Regions from separate parts of the Mus musculus genome. Here region 1 is linked to region 2. The links are chromatin contacts, called in public promoter capture Hi-C maps. All regions are on one chromosome and are shown on one strand. Each heading gives the region's core, a stretch centred on a gene start, on an enhancer-like site or on the middle of the called end of the contact. The rest is flanking DNA. Distances are from core to core; before and after follow the strand shown. Region 1 overlaps Sav1 (salvador family WW domain containing 1). Region 2 overlaps Cdkl1 (cyclin-dependent kinase-like 1 (CDC2-related kinase)).

What was found. Promoter capture Hi-C pulls out the DNA fragments that hold promoters and counts their contacts.
Region 1: a contact with region 2 is called in a promoter capture Hi-C map of the 3T3-L1 cell line, with 4 times the contacts expected there. The contact joins two enhancer-like sites. A contact is called at or near these places in 10 of 39 promoter capture datasets (the 3T3-L1 cell line, 3T3-L1-derived adipocytes, the C10 cell line and 4 more), 1 of 15 datasets of contacts at CTCF or cohesin (large pre-B cells), 2 of 484 Hi-C or Micro-C datasets (the C10 cell line and pre-B cells), 2 of 115 datasets of contacts at active chromatin or transcription factors (embryonic stem cells and stem cell-derived neural progenitor cells) and 2 of 9 other capture datasets (embryonic tail and embryonic trunk).

The regions. Positions count from the first base shown.
Region 1 is chr12:69,962,827-69,967,680 of GRCm38.p6, reverse strand. Sav1 (salvador family WW domain containing 1) reads left to right here. Exons shown (of 5, transcript NM_022028.2): 5 at 1,334-2,669. The coding sequence ends at 1,541. It overlaps Atl1 (atlastin GTPase 1), which reads right to left. Exons shown (of 15, transcript NM_178628.5): 15 at 3,596-4,453. The coding sequence ends at 4,343. It also overlaps the pseudogene Gm3086. Among named protein-coding and RNA genes, the nearest start is that of Gm52003, 7.4 kb to the left of the region's middle. Within about 2 kb of position 1,405, at least 13 of the 459 cell types and tissues checked have an H3K27ac peak or open chromatin away from gene starts, as enhancers often do.
Region 2 is chr12:69,754,598-69,759,726 of GRCm38.p6, reverse strand. It overlaps Cdkl1 (cyclin-dependent kinase-like 1 (CDC2-related kinase)), which reads left to right. Exons shown (of 10, transcript NM_183294.2): 5 at 2,429-2,519; 6 at 3,081-3,281. Among named protein-coding and RNA genes, the nearest start is that of Mir681, 6.8 kb to the left of the region's middle. RefSeq lists an enhancer at 465-2,318. Within about 2 kb of position 1,691, at least 124 of the 459 cell types and tissues checked have an H3K27ac peak or open chromatin away from gene starts, as enhancers often do.

The DNA of each region.
Region 1 (4,854 bases), core at 156-2,655, 210 kb before region 2:
TGATGTCACATTGTGAAGTTTTCTTCAGTTTCTCTCATTTTGAAAGTTTATTCTTTCTTTGATTCTTGAATTTATTTTATTGTTAACTATGTGTGTGTGTTTGTGTACACACATGTGTGGTGTAGCTTGAGTCCAAATGAAAGTATTGATTTCCTGCAGCTGGAGGTCTAGGGGGATGGGAGCTACTTAATGAGGGGTTGGGAACTGAACTCCAGTCCTTTGCAAGAACTTCCGAGCCATGCCTCCAAACCTGTCTTCTTAGTATTTATTTCTTGTTACTCATCCTCAGGAATACTTGGCTCCCAAATGATTCATCTTCTGTCTCAGTTGTTGTAGTTGAATAGTGTTCCTCTGTCACCTGTCAGTCTGCCAGCACTGACGCCACTCACTAGTGACTGCATGCTTTTCTGTGTGACCACTTGTGAGCACGGCATGCTCTCGAGGATTCTAAGTTCTCAACATTAACTTTGTATGAACTTTAAGGAGCATAGGATGCGCTTTTTGGAAATTACAGAACCACTATAGTCTGAAAGCAGTATTAACGGTATTACTCAAGACTAATATTACATTTGATTTTTAAAATAAGCCCGAAGTAATATTTAACAGTTTTTTCCCTTCCTTAACAAGCAGCACATTTGTGGCTAGAGAGATGGCTCAGTTGTAGAGAGCAAGTTCAGTTCCCAGAGTCTTTATGGCCACTCATCACTGTCTGAGATTCCAGTTTTAAGGGATCCAGTACCCTCTTCTGTCTTTGCATGTGGTACACAGACATATAATGTGGGCAAAACACCCAATATACATAAAAGTTAATCTAAAAAAAAATCCCCCAATTAAAAAATAAATAGGGCTGGAGAGAGTGCTGCTGCTCTTGCAGGGGGCCCTGGTTCAGATCCTAGGAGCCATAGAGTGTCTTAAAACTGTAACTCCAGTTCCAGGGTATCTGATGTCTTCTCTGGCGTTCTCAGGCACCAGGCGTGTACACAGTGCACTGGCATGCATGCAGGTCAAGCATTCATACACATAAAAAATGGAAATGAATTTTAGAGAGAGGGAAGGGGGGAGATAGTGTATTCAGAGCTATGTGTGTTCGCATGCGCCTGTATTCGTAGCCACTGAGAAGTGTGAGGCAGGAGGACATCCTGCACACAGAAGTTCAAGGTCAGCTTAGGGCCCCAGCTCAAGAAAAATATATCTAAGTAGCAAGTTTTACTAACGCAAATACTTTAACATGAAGCTGAGTTTTATGTATAATAAAAATATCTATAAAAAATAGACCAGTTTATTGTTGTAAATGCACATTTCTGTCTTATCTTATTAACATGTTTTCCTACAGATATGACCACATTCTGAAGTGGGAGCTCTTCCAGCTGGCTGACCTGGACACGTACCAGGGAATGCTGAAGTTGCTCTTCATGAAGGAACTGGAGCAGATTGTGAAGTTGTACGAGGCCTACAGACAGGCTCTTCTCACTGAGTTGGAAAACCGCAAGCAGAGGCAGCAGTGGTATGCCCAGCAGCATGGCAAGACGTTCTTAAGTTAACTTATCACAAGCCAAGTTTATAAGAGCTTTAAAATATTTTCAGATAAATGACTGCAAACAAGTTCTTTGGTTAATAAAGGTAACTTACTATTTGGAAGTATAAAATTCTAGTTTTACATATATTTTGTTATCAATTTTTTTTCTTTTATTGAACCAAGAAAGTTTTATCATTTAAAAAGCCAATATGGCATATGCTACCAAATGCTGTATTAGGAAACTGCTGGAGACTCTGGACAAAAAGTAGTACAGGAAGAGATTATCAGCATAAACAGGCATTAAATAGGAAACCGTCACTCTCTGACTTTTTATGGACACACCCTTCTTGTTTAGGAAACAGAAGAGGATGAGAGTACATCTGTGATCAGTTGCTACGTGTGGTGTCAAGTGTTTTCTGGAATGAGATGGTTTGACTATTACCATAGGTATAGTTCAAAATACAAAACAGGACTTGGAACCTTTATTGTAACAAGCTTGTACGTGTGTGGTCATCTCCCCCCCGCCCCCTCAGTCCCCCGACCCCCAATGTAAGGAACACCTTTGAAGGAGAAAGATGAAGTCTTTGAGGAATACATTCAGAAATACAGGACTATAATAAATACATGCCTCTTAGTGCGCAACTGTTGCTAATACGGCTTCCTTCCTTTGAGGCAGAGCACATAAGTACAGTTAGCATGGCTCTGAGACACAGCACAGGCTTCCTGACCACATAGAATACTGCCTTCCATCAGGGTGGGCTAAGTTGCCAAAAACGACAATCAGGGATCCAATAAGCAATCTTGGTCACTTAAGTAAATTTTATATTGCCTTTTTTATCTTTGAGAAGTATTTGTCATAAAGGTGTAGAAACAGGCTGTCATTCCTTCCTATTTTTCTTGCTTTGGGTTTAATAGTTGTTCATAATTAGTGCTGAACACTTGATTACAGATAAACTTATGGAACTTCCAGCTGTAAATCTAGAATTCTTGAGCTTCATAGCTCTTCAGTTGTGCTTACAAATGTTGTGAATATGTATATATATTAGTTCTTTTCCTAAGTATAAGCACTCCATGTTAGAAGTGACTTTGAATTATTGATAAAATTTCGCATTTGATTTTATATAACAAGTTATTAAATATATTTTTGTGGAAACTGTCTGGTCCTTGAATGCATGTTTTGGTATATTTAGTCTAATGTTTGATGCTTTATACTTGTTATGCTTTATCATTCTGTTCAGAAGGCCCACAAGCCTATAATGAAAAGAGAAGCTGAAGCTAAAATATGGCTACTGGGACATTATCAGGGGAAGAGAATTAGTGCGCATACGGCCAGCTGTCTGTAAAGAAGTGTAAACTTCTGTTCAGCTTGTAAGCTTACACACATTCTTCTGTCTCTCTTACTTTCTGTTCACCATTTCTGAGACAGTTAAAAATGTCTGCTTGGGCTCCCGGGTAGATGAGGCATTACCATTCTTCCATTACTAGTCTCTCCTCTGATTTATTTTCCTCTAAAGGGTTTAGTTTCGTTAACAAAATTCCACTAAAGATTTCAGTTATTAGAAATATATTATAGCCAGGTGGTGGTGGTAGTACATACCTTTAATCCCAGCACTTGGGAGGCAGAGGCAGGTGGATTTCTGTGAGTTCGAGGCCAGCCTGGTTTACAGAGCAAGTTCCAGGACAACCAGGGCTACACGGAGAAACCCTGTCTTGAACCACCACCGCCCCCACTGCACACACCCCCCTCCCCAACACACAAAAAGAAATATAGACTCCCTGGTTTACATGAACTGGAAGGATGCTACAGGTAGCAACATGTTTCTAATTTGGGAGGTGGGCAGGGCCATCACAAGTTGAAAGACAGCTTGAGCTGCATAGTAAAATCTTGTCTAAGGAGTAAATAAACTTTTTTTAAAATCAAAGAACTGGAAAGTACCTAATACAATTAGCTTGTATTTAAGATGTATATTTAAGTTTGAAGTGGGATCAGAAATAGTGTATGCTCACACCACCTTGAGCACCCAGTCTTGTCTTGAAATGGTATCAGAAAGAAAATGCACCTTGAACTGAGGCAGAATAGACCTTTCATGCCACACCAGACCTCCCAAGTAGTTCTAGAGCCAGTGAGCATTTGGTTTAATGTTAGGAAACAGTAAAGTTTAATAGTTCACATATTAAAAGAATAAACCTATGAAGAATACATTTGTGGTGTACCAAATGAAAAAATATACAGTGCAGTGAAACTCAAACACATGTACAAAACAATTTTTGTGCATTTTTGATCAAGAGATTTACATTCTATATTCATAAAGATATAAAAGAAACAATGTATAGTTTTTGGTAAAGCAACTTTTAAGCTCTCAAATATGTTTCAAGGTAAGAGCCTGTGGTATGTATAATATTATATAGATTAAAATCAAGCCTGCCAAGTTATACTGTGCTTTAACAAATAGCTATGTAAAATAACTTAAATTTTCTATAGAAATCAAATGAGCATATCCAAACCCAGAGTAATACTACACAATATTTAATTATAACCCAGTAGTAGAACTTAGAAAAGTCAAGCAGAACAAATCTATCCTCAAATTTACAAATACCTGAAATGATAATAGCATATTTAAAGACAGAAATGAGGAAACTGCACATTGACAAATAACCATGCATACATACATCTGCTCATTAAACACTGGAGTAAAGAAGTAAACTGTCCGAGTCCTCGGTCGGGTGTTTGGGTTTCACTCTAAAGGAAGCACTTTGCATGTTTGCATGGAAACAAAAGCTTTGATAGTTAGCTGACAAACGGTCATGCACCTGCATGTTTTTAGATTAAATTTTCTTCTTTTCCGGTTGTTGAGTAGGCTCTGACTTGGGTGCAGGGAAAGCTTGGTGACACAGGTGTCTGTGGGTTGCTGCTGCACTGTAAAGCTTGTATAACGCCTAGAATATAAGAACCAGGGTTAGAAGACACACAGGTCTCATTTCCTTTTTAGCTTATAGTACTATATAAAATTCAGCATGCTGAAGTCATACTTTTCAAATACATTTTTGTATACGGTGTGCATGCATGTGTTTGTGTGTGTGGGTGTATGTGGAGGCCAGAGGTTGTTGGGCATCTTCCTTTAATGCTCTCCACATTATATATGAGGCAGAGTCTCTCACCAGTTTGGCTAGTCTAGCCACCAAGCTTGCCCCAAGAATCGCATGTCTTCTAAGCAGAGGGATTATGGATGGGCCACCACATCCACCTGGCATTTGAGTAGATCTGAACTCAGGTCCTCAGCCTTGGGTGGCAAGTGATTTACCCACTGAGCCCTCTTCTCAGTCCCAAATTGATACAT
Region 2 (5,129 bases), core at 442-2,941:
AGGCGCCAAGTCCTAGTGTCTGCCCTGGTGAGATAGGAGTGTTAAATGGGCGTCTGGTCCTTTTTGCCACAGCTGGACTGGGGGGAGGGCGGGGGGCCGGGTGCGGGGGGGGGGGTGCGGGGGGAGCCACTGTAGGAGACTGCCCATGTGACATGGCTTCATAGATGCTGAAAAATCTGCTCTCCTCTCTCACCCCACACAGAGCTGCCCCCTTTCTACACATGGAAGCCAGCTTCCTGGGCTGGCTCCCAGTTGTGTGGTCAAGTACTCAGAATGAATGAGCCCTTGAGTTTGATTCCCAGTACTGCGATCAATCAACCAACCAATTAATCAATATAGCAGAAAAGAAAAAGGTGTGTGTGTGGGGGGGTGGAATCAGAGTCCAACCACTAAAAACACTCAAAATCCCAGAAGGGAATTTTAGAGTTTCACTGGACTCCAGTTATTGGTCACCCAGGCCCGAGGGGTTAAATCCCCTCTGAGCTTGCCCCAAGTAAGTTTTCCTGAAGCTGCTTACAAGGAGAAAACACGGGAACAGTCATTATTTTGGCTTTCATTATCGGAAGCCTAGAATCCTTATCAGAGCTGGAGTGTCGCTCCATGGTTAGACCTCTTGCCTTGCCTGCATGAAGCCTTGGGTTTGACTCCTTACAGTGAAAACAGTCATTTTAAGGCAGGACGAGTGGATGCTAGACGCTTTGATCGGTGATTAGCACTTTCCCAACAAACAAGTTTCAGCATAAGGGTGGCAGGACAGATAGTGGGGCTGGAGGATACAGAGGGAAGGGGAGAGGAGGGGGCAGAAAGAACGAGAAAGCTCGCCAGCCAGCCCTGGTGGGGGAGATCTGAGGAAAGTGAAGATAAATACAGTGCATACCACAGCTCTCTGGAGAGCCGCAGACGCTGCTGGGCTCCACGTGCTGGGGGGGGGGGGGGCTGATGGGGGGAGGGTGCTGAGCTTGGAAAGAATTCCCAAACAAAGGGGGGGGGGGTGGAGCACATTCTTGTTTCTGAGTCCTTCTGCCCATATGTCATCACGACATTCATGGAAGGACCTATTTATAGCAAAATGCAAAATGGCTGGTGAAAGACTTCAGAGCCCAGGGCCATCGATTACTGAGAACCAGATAGGTAGGTTATAAGGTAATTTATCCACCCCACCCCGCCTCCATTTTTTTTTTCCAGAATAATAATGCTGATGGGAAACACTAACGTTGCTCTCTCGCCCTAAAAGTCCCTTGGAGTGGGAATTGCTGCGCCCACGAAGAGCCTCTGTCCTCTTTCCGGATTCTGGGGTCAAGGAACCCTCAAGAGTTGCAGGCTCCAGGCCAACAGTCACTGGGGCGGCAGAAAGACCCAGCGTTTCCCAGCAGAGAGGAAAACCCTTGGGAAAAGGGAGGGGTCACAAAGAACCCGGAGTAATATTTTGTCCCAACTCAATTTTAAATGTTAACCGTTGATTAAAAGTTGTTGACTTAAGAGATTTTATTTATTTATTTATTTATTTATTTATCTGTCTATCTATCAAAGACATTGTCATTTAATAAGAAAGTCCCGTGGGAGTCCTCAAGCGCTCCTCTTGGTAGTGGCTTCACCCTCTTAAAGAATGTAGCTTGATACCAGCGGGTGAGGCAGGATGCAAGAGTCTCCCGCTGGGCTCCTCTGTGCTGTGGGACAGAGCTGACACCTAGCGACCACGACGCACCCCGGACGGCGAGGCCGCAGCCAGCTCTTGTTTATCTTGTCAGGACAAATGTCAGAGCTGGAAGGGCGATCTTTTGGCAGGCACACGAGCTTCCAGCCCTCTCTCTCCCAGCTTATCTCAGCAGGCCCAGGGCTTGTCTTGTTTACCGAGCGAGCAAGCCGCCTTCCAGTGAACCGGGCTTCTGCTCCAATCTGTCTGTCGTTCTTGCCACAGGCTGAAGCCTCAAAGCCTTTCGGTCCTTTCCCCCTTCATAGACAGCAGGCAGGTTAGGGGTGATGCCTAGTTAAATATAAAGTTCCTTTTTCTAATGCAGACTGTTTGAGATATACTTAACATTTTAGTTGGGTTGGAGGTGGAGGTCAGGTGGCGTGCTCGGCTAAGGTTCTGGACTGATGCCCAGCACTGAAAAAAAAAGTCGTTTATCTGAAATCCAAACGTAACTAGGTATCTCACGTGTTTTTATTTGCTGAGTCTGGCTCTTGACAGTCATTTTTCCTATCACACTTCTTGGTTTTTGTGGCCACTCAAGAATTTGAAATGATTCTGTCTGTAGGTATGGAACTAGGTTTATTTTAGTCTGCTGTTTTAGTATCCAACAGGTCAATGGCAGATTAAACTGATATATCCAATATCTGCTAAATATTCCAGCCCTTTACTCGTGGCAGATATTAGAGTTGCACCTTCATGACATTTTGTTTTGTTTGTTTGTTTGTTTCTAACCAGTGCATACACAGAGACGTGAAGCCGGAAAATATTCTCATCACCAAACAGTCAGCCATTAAGCTCTGTGACTTTGGGTTCGCACGGCTTCTCAGTGAGTACCCACGGCTTCTTCAATGTAAAAGGAACATTCTTGCTGGGACAGCTGGTTTCCATACTACAGAAAGCTGGTTCTTGTATTCTGCCCCGGGAATAATCTTGCAACAAATTACGGTTCCTGCCAAATCTTGTAATGAAATATAACTTGAAAAATGTATAAATACACAACAATTTAGATATGTATGCTATATGTAAATTGTAGCACAAAAGTTATTATAAAGCCTGCTAATCTCCTGCCTTCTCCAACCCCCCAAACAATACTTACCAGAATTAATACTTCAGATGAATGCCTTTTAATCTTGGCTATAGATTAACACCCAAGGAACTTTTAAAAAGTATGCGGGTAGCCTTGGGCCCTCTCCAAGTGTTCGGATTAATTGGGCCGGGAGGAAGCCCAAGTATCAGTAATTTAAAACATCCTACAGCCAAGTGATGACAACCAGCAGCTAGCACTGAGAATGGTGATTCGGAAAAGCTTCATTTCTTAGGTTTTTCCCTGCTCAGTTTTGACTCCGGGCTTCCACTGATCTGTTTTCCACGTTTCTGCACCGGCCAGCTGGACCAGGTGACTACTACACGGACTACGTGGCCACCCGGTGGTACCGCTCACCCGAGCTGCTAGTGGGAGACACGCAGTATGGTCCCCCTGTAGATGTCTGGGCAATTGGCTGTGTGTTTGCTGAGTTACTGTCCGGAGTGCCTCTATGGCCAGGAAAATCTGACGTGGATCAGCTCTACCTGATAAGGAAAACCCTGGGTAAGTGGTTTCCGCTGACTTTGAGAGAACCTGCTCGCTTCTCCCACACCCCCTGCTTACCTGACACCTTTAGGAAACAGACATTTCTCAGCCTCGCTGAAATGGCTCCATTAAAAGTGTCTATGGTTTGTTCAAATGACAAGACTTAATGATTACTGGGAATTTACTAATTGTCCAGGATATATAGACTAATCTCTTAAGCTTAGGTCAGATCCTCTTAACTTCTAAATGTGTTAAGCCTGGCAACAGAACTACTGCAAGGACTTAGCTGGTCACAGGCGGCTTCCATGTTACAAGCTGAACATCCCTCATCCAGACGGCTTGGGACTCTAGTGTTTGTGACATTAGAGGTTTCAATGTGGTATGTAAGGGAAGGGACCCGAGTCTAAACAGAAAATTCATTTATGTTTCATTTCATTTCTTCCCATATCCTAAAGGCTGGTTATATGATCGTTCTAGCGTGCCCGCATTTGACCATGACACTTGGAGTCGAGTGTAGCATCTCCTACTTGTAGGATCATGTTGGCACTCAGTCTCAGAATTTTTAATGAGGGATGCTAAGCCTGCATTAGGATGAGGTGATTCATCCAGATGTCCTTACTGCAGCCTGCCTGACAAGTTTTGGATTATTCAGATTACCGTAGAGGAAGAACCTCAGCCTTCTAAGTGTCGAGAAGAAAGTCTTGTTCACCGTGCCCCCCTCCTACAATTAAGGGCAATGGGAAGGACAGAAGAGAAAAGGGAGGAGGGTACAGTAAAAGAGATCCATAACTAGTGGTTGCTGTTTTCAGAATCCAGGAGTTAGATTCTACTCTGCTAAGGAACGCCATTTAAAGCACTCTTTCTCTGCTCCATAACTCTTGTATTACCAGCAATCACCATAGAGCTTTGTCTTCCCAAAGTACTGAAGGCCACCTGAGGGTGAGACTGTATTTCCATTTGTTTGTTTGTTGAGACAGGGTTTCTCTGTGTAGCCCTGGATGTCCTGGAACTCCTTCTGTAGACTAGGCTGGTCTTGAACTCAAATTCCACCTGCCTCTGCCTCCCGAGTGCTGGAATTAAAGGTGTGCGTCACCAGGGTCCGGTGGTGTTTCCTGTTTTTATCGTCTCCACCAATGTCTTGCACATTGGAGCCTCCTTGGAGCTCACGCAGGGTCACTCAGCCTTCCTTGGCTGTTCCGTCCAGTGGCTTTAGGGCACTCTCCTGCCGCTCCAGCCCTAGTGGGGAGGCTTTGACAGCTCGGGGACATATGTCTCTACTGTGTGTGTGTATCTGTAATTCATTTTTAAAGCTAGGGGCTAAGGGGCTTCATTACAGTGTTTTCAGACATAGGAATCAACACCCTAGAGGCTGTGTTTTTGCTTGCTTATCCAAACTAGAGCAAGGTTCTGGATTTGAGTGAGAGGTAAAGTTCTGAACCGAGTAGCACTGGTCACTCAAGACGATCTAGTCAGAGGCTAGAGCCTCAGTACCACAGGGCCCTGGCTGCAGGCCTCTGCTTCTGTCAGGCCTCTGCTTCTGTCAGGCCTCTGCTTCTGTCAGGCCTCTGCTTCTGTCAGGCCTCTGCTTCTGTCAGGCCTCTGCTTCTGTCAGGCCTCTGCTTCTGTCAGGCCTCTGCTTCTGTCAGGCCTCTGCTTCTCTCAGGCCTCTGCTTCTCTCAGGCCTCTGCTTCTCTCAGGCCTCTGCTTCTCTCAGGCCTCTGCTTCTCTCAGGCCTCTGCTTCTCTCAGGCCTCTGCTTCTCTCAGGCCTCTGCTTCTCTGCTCTAGAAAGTGGCCACTTGTGGCCCAGAGAAGCAGTTTCCTGAACCAGTCTTTCCTAGTGATACCCCTAGGACTTTACATGAGGC